2 separate regions of the Zea mays genome follow, and region 1 is linked to region 2. Evidence: chromatin contacts called from public Hi-C data. All regions are on one chromosome and are shown on one strand. Each heading gives the region's core, a stretch centred on a gene start, on an enhancer-like site or on the middle of the called end of the contact. The rest is flanking DNA. Distances are from core to core; before and after follow the strand shown. Region 1 holds the start of LOC103641148. Region 2 holds the start of LOC103641142 (probable LRR receptor-like serine/threonine-protein kinase At1g56130).

Evidence for each region. Hi-C and Micro-C count contacts between places; a contact is called where the count stands out from the background.
Region 1: a contact with region 2 is called in a Hi-C map of ear, with 2.0 times the contacts expected there. The contact joins the promoter of LOC103641148 here to the promoter of LOC103641142 in region 2. A contact is called at or near these places in 2 of 25 Hi-C or Micro-C datasets (ear and tassel).

The regions. Positions count from the first base shown.
Region 1 is chr10:64,899,735-64,905,035 of Zm-B73-REFERENCE-NAM-5.0, reverse strand. LOC103641148 reads right to left here and starts at 2,217. Exons shown (of 9, transcript XM_008664519.2): 1 at 1,926-2,217.
Region 2 is chr10:64,156,156-64,160,775 of Zm-B73-REFERENCE-NAM-5.0, reverse strand. LOC103641142 (probable LRR receptor-like serine/threonine-protein kinase At1g56130) reads right to left here and starts at 1,945. Exons shown (of 25, transcript XM_008664510.3): 1 at 1,855-1,945; 2 at 1,555-1,705; 3 at 1,092-1,278; 4 at 768-839; 5 at 534-602; 6 at 369-440. The coding sequence starts at 1,681.

The DNA of each region.
Region 1 (5,301 bases), core at 968-3,467, 740 kb before region 2:
TCACAAGTGACTATTGAATAATATTGCATAGTACAAATGTACACCTAGCATATCAATCCTGGTATACATATTTAGAACAACTATACCAACGACTAAACTCGACTAATCAAGCCTGTTCGACGATTAAATGCGACTAACCACTAATCAACACCTTGTCGACTAGGTCCGTATTTGACGATATAATAACATTGTGAATGGGTGACAATGTTCTCAGACCCTCGACAAGAGGAAGTTGGAGTAAACCAGAGGGAAGGTAATTCAATTGTTAACAGAGAACTGGTTGAGGCTACTGAGTGCTTTTACTGCTTGTAAGAAACTCTTCCACACCAAAAAAATTCACATGCAACTCAATCTATGTGCCTGTTTTATAAGAAAACTTCAGTAGGATTTGAGAGTTTCATGATCCAAAGCAATGAAAAGTTAATGATTGTCTTAATACATAATAAATCTATTAGAAATTGCTTAACACAGTATAGTCAAGAAAATTTCCAATCCAATGCATGTGTTCATAGAATTCAGTATGTCAAGGATGAAAGCATTGGCCATTAGACAAAAGGAAACTAAAAAGGTTTGTTAAATGAGCCCAAACATACATGAAGGCCAGATTTCATCAAACAATCTCCCATGTTCACCTTTTATCTCTGTCCATCCACATTCGATCCATCCAGAGCACTAGTTATATTTCTACAAACCCCCCCAAAAAGTAGACATTTTGAAGTGTGAACCCCAATTTCACCTGAACTTGGTCCACCAGTCACTAGCCTAGAAATCCAAAAACAGGAACTTTTAATTACAACGCATCCTGACGTAAAGTCCCATTTTTTTTCTCTTGCTACACTGCCTATGCACCAAATTACGTCTATGTTCTCAGATCCTCAACAAGATAAAATTGGAGTAAGGGGGTGTTTGAATGAACTAGAGATAATAGTTCAGCTATTAGCTATTTTTAGTAAATTAGCTACTAGTTAGCTAGCTAATTCTACTCGTATATTTTTAGCTAACTAACTATTAGCTCTAGTGAATTCAAACACCCCCTAAAGCAGAGGACAGACAATTCATCAATTGTTATCGTAGGAGCGGTTGAGGCTGCTGTGTGCTTCCAATGTTTATGATAATAAACTTTGCTACAGCGCCAATTTTGTCACAAAAAGTCTACCTCACGCTAGTGTTTTTTTATAAGTGAAATTTGGTAGGATTTAGGAGTTTCATGAAACACAGCAAGTAATAAAAAGAAAGGACAAGTTAAATCTACGGACAGTCATATACCACCAGGGCAACAAATGTGCCAGCAGGCGGCAGAAGTGTTTGCAGAATGGCATTAGGCAAAAACAAAAGTAAAAAATTCACGCCAGATGGGTTAAAACCGGGCTGAAGGCATGGTTTCGTGGTAGGAACCGCATGGTGCTCACTAGTCACTTCATCTCCCTCCATCCATCCATCACTCCACCACCAGACCACTGGTTATATATACTTTTTTTTTGTCCTATGAACCCGAAAAACGGGACATCTCCAAACCCAAATTCCACCAGAAGAGCAAATCACATACTCCAAGTTCACTAGGCACTAGCCTAGTAAAAAACCCAAGGAAAAATGGAACTTGAATTCCTACTCGTCTCGACCTAAAGTTACGATCTTCCCCGTGCGCCACTGCTTACCGCACCGAACTTCTTCCCAGCCCACCCACCCAGAAGCGGAGCCCGCAATTTCCACACATACACACACACTGAACCCAGTAAAAAGAACAGCATAAATCCCACACCAGATTTCCCAACCGGACCAGACCAAACCTCCCGGAGGACACCGAATCCCACCGTGTACCGGCACGCCCTCTCCACCCGTCACCCGAGAGGCCCGTGGGAGAGGGAGGGAGCGAGGGATAGTGGGAAGGAGTAGTAGGGCGCGGGGGGGGAGCACGGATGACTCACCGTCCCATCGGTACGGCCCGGCGGATGGGGCTCCCGCTGCTAGGGTTAGGGTTCCGGCGGGGTTGTGGTGGCGAAGCGGTCGACGGGTCGAGACGTCGTGAGAGCGGAAGGCTCCTTTCTATTCTTTTCCCCGTGCAGAGAGGGAGGAGAAGGCCAGAAGCCCGCCAGGCAGGCACAGCACGCACGCACGCGTGGCGTCACTCGTCAGCTGGCTCTACTCGCCTTCCTCTCCACTTTACCAAAACAGCGCACGCAAGCACTCTCTTGATCGCTCTTGCACACTACCGGATTCGATGATTGGATTTGTTGTTGCTCTTTTCATCCGCCGTTTTTTTCTGCACGTTGACCTGTGACAGAAGGAAATGCGTCCATCTAAAAGATGGGCAGGCAGTACACGACACGTGCAATGAAAGGTCTTTTACGAGCTTGATATGCCAACGTCCGTGTGTTCTTTTACTACTTTGGGAGTAAAATGCTGAGGAATATAATGTTCCATACGACCATACCATATCTGTGTGCTTTTCAAAGATTCAATTGTTTAATCGGATGGAGTATATGTGAAAAAAAAAGTAGTTATGTTTAGGATTGTGATATTGTAAACTACTGAATCGACCTTAGACATCATCTAAAAGCAGAAGAGATGTGCCTCAATTCATAATTTTTTCATATTTCGGAGCTTAAACAAGATAAATATCATAAAGGAATGATGTAATTAACTTATGCGATGAATCTATGTGATGAATAGTGCTTTCCCGTATGTGGGGGAGTTTCCTCTCCCCTGGAGATGGCAACGGGCATATTTTACCCACGTGGAAAAACACTATAAGATACAGATTTAGGTATTAGTTTGTACCCGTGGGGTATGTGTTTCATTCTCAACCCGACGGGTTTTTCTCATGGGTATGAAAATATTATACCCGTGCCCGCAAACATACGAACCCACAATGATATATATATATATATATATATATATATATATATATATATATATATATATATATATATATATATATATATATATATATATATATATATATATAGGGTTGGGCTTCCATTACTGGAGAGAGCCCCGGCCAGGGTAGGTGTGCGGGCGCGGGACGACGTGGCAGGTGGTGGGAGTACCGCGCGCATGCACCGAGTCATGGTGGGGTCGTACGTGGGCAGTTACGCGTTTATGCATACGGAATTTGAATGAAACGAATGCGTAAATGGTAATAGTGGGGGTGCTCGGGTACGACGGGATCGTAGATGTCAAACGTGGGTCGCGCGTTTATGCTTGCGTATTTTGCCGATATTGGCTGCGTAAATTGGCATAGTTGTGTCTCGGGACGTGATCAGGAGGTGGTTCGGCTTTTATGCTTGTTTAAATTACCAATAACAAATGCATATCCATCTGACGCGACATGTGTGGTCAGATCGGGTAGTGGGGGTGTCGCGCGCGTCATCCGGGAACGTGGTGGGGTCGCACGTGGTGGTGAGCCATGTTTATGAAGCTGTAACACAATTGGCAGGTAATCGTAACATGTCGGTTCACGTAAATCTCGTGACATACAAATCACACAGGATATTTGGAACATGCCATGAATATGGGCCAGAACGGTTTAGGTGAGTATAGGAGGATAGCTGTAAAAAACGGGCTACACGCCGCCGCTTTTGTTCAATGCCCTGGGAGAGTTAGGGCATACACGATGGCGACGGCCAGGGGATCAGAGAAGCTATGGCGACGACGGCACCCTGTAGGTCAGATGGCCGGCATGCTGTAACTCCCCCGGCTGCGTTACCGGTGCAAGGAATTCTTGAAGACAGCAACACAGTTCATCCAAGTTTGGTGGGAGCAACTCAGAGGATACCCATGAGGACAATTGGTGAACATGAGCAGGACACACCACACATTCTCCAAAGCCATGTAAGTTTACGGAATGCCCATGTATTTGTTATACAGTCCGTGCAAGTTATGAAGTCACAGAATACCCATGTATTTGTTATATTGTCCGTGCAAGTTATGAAGTCCTAGAAATTCACCATGTTGAAAGATTATTTTGTATATATGTGCACTGCATGACGACTCCATTAATTGAATAGGATGATAGTATAGATCAAGAATTGGTACCAAAGGTCGGTATGACATTTAGTAATGTGGACGAGGCGTACCAATTCTATAGCCGATATGCATATGAAGTTGGATTTCCGTTGAAGAGATATAGGGAGATAAAAAATTGCGAGTGGTTGAATTGTTCAATGGAAGGCAAGAGTGCCGAAAGAGGATATGGTAATCCAAAAGTGTGTGTCGGTACCCTAAATCAGGGGTACCCCTTACTACAGTATGAAGACACGGTGCCCACGCGACTATCTCTAGTCGCGTGGTGAACAGCACCCGACCCCACCATGTGGATAGCTCCAGGGCCGTCACGTGGCCAGATAAGACGATATATTCCAGGATATCAGCAGTGGGTCCGGACCCCCATGGGAAAGTGTCGGACCCCTATACGTATGTAACACCCTGAATTTGGGAGTATAAAATTTCTTTTCTAATATCCACCAAATTCAGGTGTTACTCTCTCAGTTTTTCGCTTTCCTTTCTCTTTTCCCTAAAAATGGAGAATTATTTTGTTTTAATTTAGCGTAAACCTAGTGGAATGAGCCCTAGAGGCACTTTGGTTGTTGCATTCATGTCGTTGCATAGTGTTTCTAAGTGCAAAATATGTTTTAAACATGTTAACATATCTTATAGAAGCGCTCGGTAAATTTTCATATTTTTCGGAATATTTTTCTATTTTCCGGAAACCAAAATCTATTTATTTGTGGAACTTAAAATGTTTTTAGAAATTCTAATTATGTTTTTTGAGCTCATTAGGTGCCAAAACATTTATAGGAATTTTTCTAGAATTTTTGAAAGTATCTATAATATTTTGAGCACAAAATATGGATTTCTAGGTTTTTTCGAATTTGAAAAATAGTAAAATGCGAATTTTAACCGAATTTTCATCTCATCCAAACCCTAGATATATATACATGTCCGGCTTCATCTCGTCGAACCCGTTCCAGAACACGAAACGTTTTCTCCAAATCCAATCCCTAGCTTCCGGTATTGCTCGCCGAAGTTCGGGGCGGTTCCAACTCCGGCGAGCGATTACTCTCAATCCGTGCATCGTCTGCCGAATCCGAGGGTACCGCTGCGTTCGTCTCGTCGAGGGCTTCGTCCCAGCGCGTTCGGTTCGTCGATTGGATCCCCGAATCTCCGGCAATCGATGGATTTTCTCTCGTCTCCGGCGAGGGTCTTCTTTCCCGGTGAGAACCTCCATTGTTGTACCTAGGGTTTCTTCGTGTTCTTCGTTTTCCCGTCCGCGCAGGGCCTCCCTCACTCTCCCCTCACCTT
Region 2 (4,620 bases), core at 696-3,195:
CATGTTTAATGTATAACTAGTTAGTTACCCGTACATTGCTACAGATTCTATATATATCGTATAGGTAGATTTTGCTTAAATGAGATGTTTATTCAACCAAGATTACATTTTCCCCAATTATTAGTATATGTATTTATAGTATATCTTCTTTATATGACACAAACATACATGTGCTCTAGGTACAAGCTAGTCGCTTGTTTTGAGCTGAACGTCTTGGGTTTTCGTGCTTTATAGTTATAGTAGACTTATCAGCTAAAGTAAACAGTAAGTGGAGAACTGTTACAGTGAGATAAAATCAGTAAGGTTCTCGTGCTTTATAGTTATAGTAGACTTATCAGCTAAAGTAAAAGTAAGTGGAGAACTGTTACAGTGAGATAAGATCAGTAAGGTTCCCAAGTTCCTTTGGAAGTGTTCCAGATAGCGGATTGATAGCCAGAGATCTTGCAAAAATTTCGAAAAAAAAGTATGGTTAACACAAAGCAGTAGCTAGCTAGTAAACGAGGCACAAGAAAGATTTGAAATATAATCCTTACAAATACTGCATGGGAAATTTCCCGATGAATGAAGGCACGGGACCTGTCAAATAATTCTGCATCAGGTTCCTGAAACATCATCAAAGCCACCAGGCCAGTTAGCCAGATAAAAAGTAGCAGTGTTAACTGATTCTTGGTAGACAAATATGGGGGCATTACTGTGAATAATTGTTGGGAGTGCTTTATTCAGAAAAAAAAAGAAACTTGAGAATATATACAAGTTAGATGCCATACAGGTTACTGAGATAGGTGAGGTTCTCCAGCTCGGCTGGTATCTGGCCGACAACATTCAAGCCATACACTCTCCTGCAGAAGCAAATAACATGTCAAAGCGATCGAGACATCATCTCATACATATATAGGTTGAAATACAAGGAGCGTCTATATGGGAAAAACGTTTCTCCAGTGCCAAAGTCAATAACGTAACAATTAAGCCCCGCTCAGGCGTTTCGTCGAGCAGACGGTGGGTGAGCTCCGGTGGCAGATCGACGCGGGTGGTCCGGGAGGGGGAGAGCCGGAGAGGATGAGGATGAGGATCGGAAGTGAGGAAGAGCCTACAGTTTGGTGATGTGACAAACGGTGTTGTCGTCGTAGGAGCAGTCGCACTTGATGCTCGGGTTGATGGTGGGGCTGTTGTCGACGTCGGTGTCGTCGACGGCGACGCCGCTGCAGAGCTCGCCGCTGATGTTCCACCCCGGCGACGCCTTCAGCCCCCATCGCCCCAGGATCGTGCTCAGTGCCGCCGCTGCACAATTGCACGCATACGGAAAAAAATATAGTATATAATATATGCTTTGCGCACGAATGAAAATTTTGCGTCCGTCCAAAAAAAAACACATCATATACATGTAGGATTTCACTTAGCTTGCACAAGAAATTTGTGTGGGAGATATCAGATGTGGTTTCTGCAAGCACTACTACTACTAGAGTATGAGATTTACACGCGCGAGGGGCTAGCTGCCAATATATATAGGTCTTGGAGAGACTACACGCCGACATGCACATTTATATACGTACGTACCTTCGGCTGGATCAGTCCGTGCTGTTTGCTGGCCTCTCGCGGCTGCCACCCACGAGCACGCGAGAAGCAGCCAGAGGAGTCGTCCATGGCTGCTGCACCTGCACCTGCTGCGGCCTGCCATATCCATCTCGCTCGCTCCCTCGTTCGTTCTCTGCAGAGAAGCAAATAAAAGGTGTTTATTTAAGGATCAAAATATCAGCAATCACCATCATGCAGAAAGCTGACTAGCAGCGGCGTGCGTTGTGTTCTCTTCCTTCGCGCATCTGATTGTCGTCTCCCTGTCAGCAGGTTCATACATACCACTCGAGAGCGATAGCGACGGCAGTACTTTTTGTGTACTACGTTCCTATCCTTGCAGAGCCAGCAGCGACTTTGAACATTGACCAACTGTTAATCTCGTGCTCTCCTTGATGCATGCGATTTTAATTGATAGTTGCATGGGGTGAATTCGGTCGATAGGTGATGCAACACTACCGGAGTATGCAGCTTCAGTCCAACAATTTTTTTGTTACGGTTAATTTAGAACTGGTATTGACGACGCTAGCTTCAGTGCAGGTTTTAATGTGAAGATCTCTACAAAAGATATTAGTATATCTACCGGAATTCGCGCCTTTGCCGAGTGCCGGTGGCTTTGCCGAGTGCTTTTTATCGGGCACTCGGCAAATCCGGCTTTACCGAGTGCCGCACTCGGCAACGTCCTGCGCTCGGTAAAGAGCTAGTTTACCGAGTGTAGGACACTCGGCACAGCCGAGCACTCGACAAAGACTTCTTTGCCGAGGGTCAAGCACTCGGCAAACATGGCTCTCGGCAAAGGGCCGTTAGCGGCCGTCTACAACTGACGGCCGTCAGTCTTTGCCGAGTGTCAAATATCGGGCACTCGGCAAACATAGTTTTTGTCGAGTGTCCTCTGTAGACACTCGGCAAAGCATATTTTAATTTTTTTTATTTTGGTCACCAAAATTTTTGTGGTATGTTTCTACACTATGTAGACCTACATGTACCATTTTGGGACAATTATAACAGTTTTTTCTATAGCTAGTACATTTAGTTTGTTTATTTGAATTTCTTCGGAAAATTCAGATTTGAACTGCAGGTCACTCGAAACTTGGAAAACCGTGAATGCAAAAATGATATCCATGCTACATAGCACAAGTTACGACCGATTTCAGGAGCGAACCGGAAACTTCGAGCACCATGCTCACTCAACATGACCGTAAACTTGCCATCCAGGTGTTTAAAAATTGTATAAAACAGAAACAAAGTCAGAAAATCATGAACCCTGTCCACGTGTCATGATATCATATGTAGAGGCTGTGATAAAAATTTGAAAAAGTTTCGAGAAAGCTGTAACGCACTATGTGTACAAACCTAAGAGATCCACATTGAAACTCTATGATTTCATGTGTGGTTCTCTTAGGTTTCTACACATAGTGTCTCACAACTTTCTCCAAACATTCTAAATTTTTTATCACAGACTCTACATATGATATCATGACATGTGGACAAGTTTCATGATTTTCTAAGTTTGTTTGTGTTTTATAAATTTTTTAAACAGTTGTATGGCAAGTTCACGGCCATGTTGAGTGAGCATGGTGCTCGAAGTTTCCGGACCGCTCCTGAAATCGGTCGTAACTTGTGCTATGTAGCATGGATATCATTTTTGCATTCACGGTTTTCCAAGTTTCGAGTGACCTGCAGTTCAAATCTGATTTTTCCGAAGAAATTCAAATAAACAAACTAAATGTACTAGCTATAGAAAACACTGTTATAATTGTCCCAAAATGGTACATGTAGGTCTACATAGTGTAGGAACATACCACAAAAATTTTGGTTGGCAAAATAAAAAAAAAATGTACTTTGCCGAGTGTCCAAGGAAGACACTCGACAAAGACTTCTTTGCCGAGTGCCCCCCAGGGTGGCACTCGGCAAAGATGTGTAAGGTAATATTTGCCGAGTGTCAGATGGTAGACACTCGGCAAAGGATCCTTTACCGAGTGCCACTGATCTGGCACTCGGCAAAGTTTATTTTAAAAATTAAAAAAAACTTTGCCGAGTGCCAGATCACGGGCACTCGGCAAAGAAGGCGAATATACTCGCCCGCGGCTTCCTTCTTTCTCCTTTCTTCTTTCTTCTTTCTCCTTTCTCCTTCTTTCTCCCTGCGCGCCCGCCGCCGCTCCGCGCCATCGCCGGCTCGCCGCCCGCCGTGCCGTCGCCGGCCGCGTCCGCCCACGCCAGCGCCCGCCGCGGCCGCCGCCCGCCGTGCCCGCCGCGGCCGCCGCCCGCCGTGCCCGCCGCGGCCGCCCTCGCCAGCGCCCGCGCCCGCGCCCGCCGCGGCCTCCCTCGCCGGCGCCCGCGCCCTCGCCGGCGCCCGCCCGTCCGCCCGCCCGTCCGCCCGCGCCCTAGTGAGTGTATGAATCATTTTTATTGTAGTTGTATAGCTAGTAGATTTGTTTGGTGGAGCGATTAGGATGGAATCAACTAGCTACTAGAATTGTATAGTGACCTTGCTCGAATGAACTAGAGCGAGTGCTTGTAGTGTTTTATTAGGATTTTGTATTGTATTAACCGCTTGATTGTATAGTGACCTTGCTCGAATGAACTAGAGCGAGCGCGTCTGCCTGCACCGCGTCGCGTCGCCACTGCACCGACCCGCCACAGCCCCACTAGCCTGACTCCACCGCCACCCTAGGTATAACCTCTATTTCCGCATCATGGTCGTAGATCACGTAACCCAGTTAGGCGTCTCCCGTTCGAAAGAGATACGGTGTAGATATGCAGATCTTTGCATATCTACAAATGTATCAGTTTCGAATTGTCCACGTTTTTTGGACAGCCCGCGGTTGCGTAGATGGTGTTAGTTTCCATGCTCTACTCCGGTCCGAGAAAGAGTTTCGGCGTCACCTCCCTGTTGTTCTCCGGACAGTACACTCTCCCTGCCAGGACGTGTATCCGGAGAACAGCGGGGAGGTGCTGCCGAAATTCTATCTCGGATCGGAGTAGAGCATGGAAACTAACTCCATCTACGCAACCGCGGGTGGGATTAGGACCTATCCTCACCTATTAGAA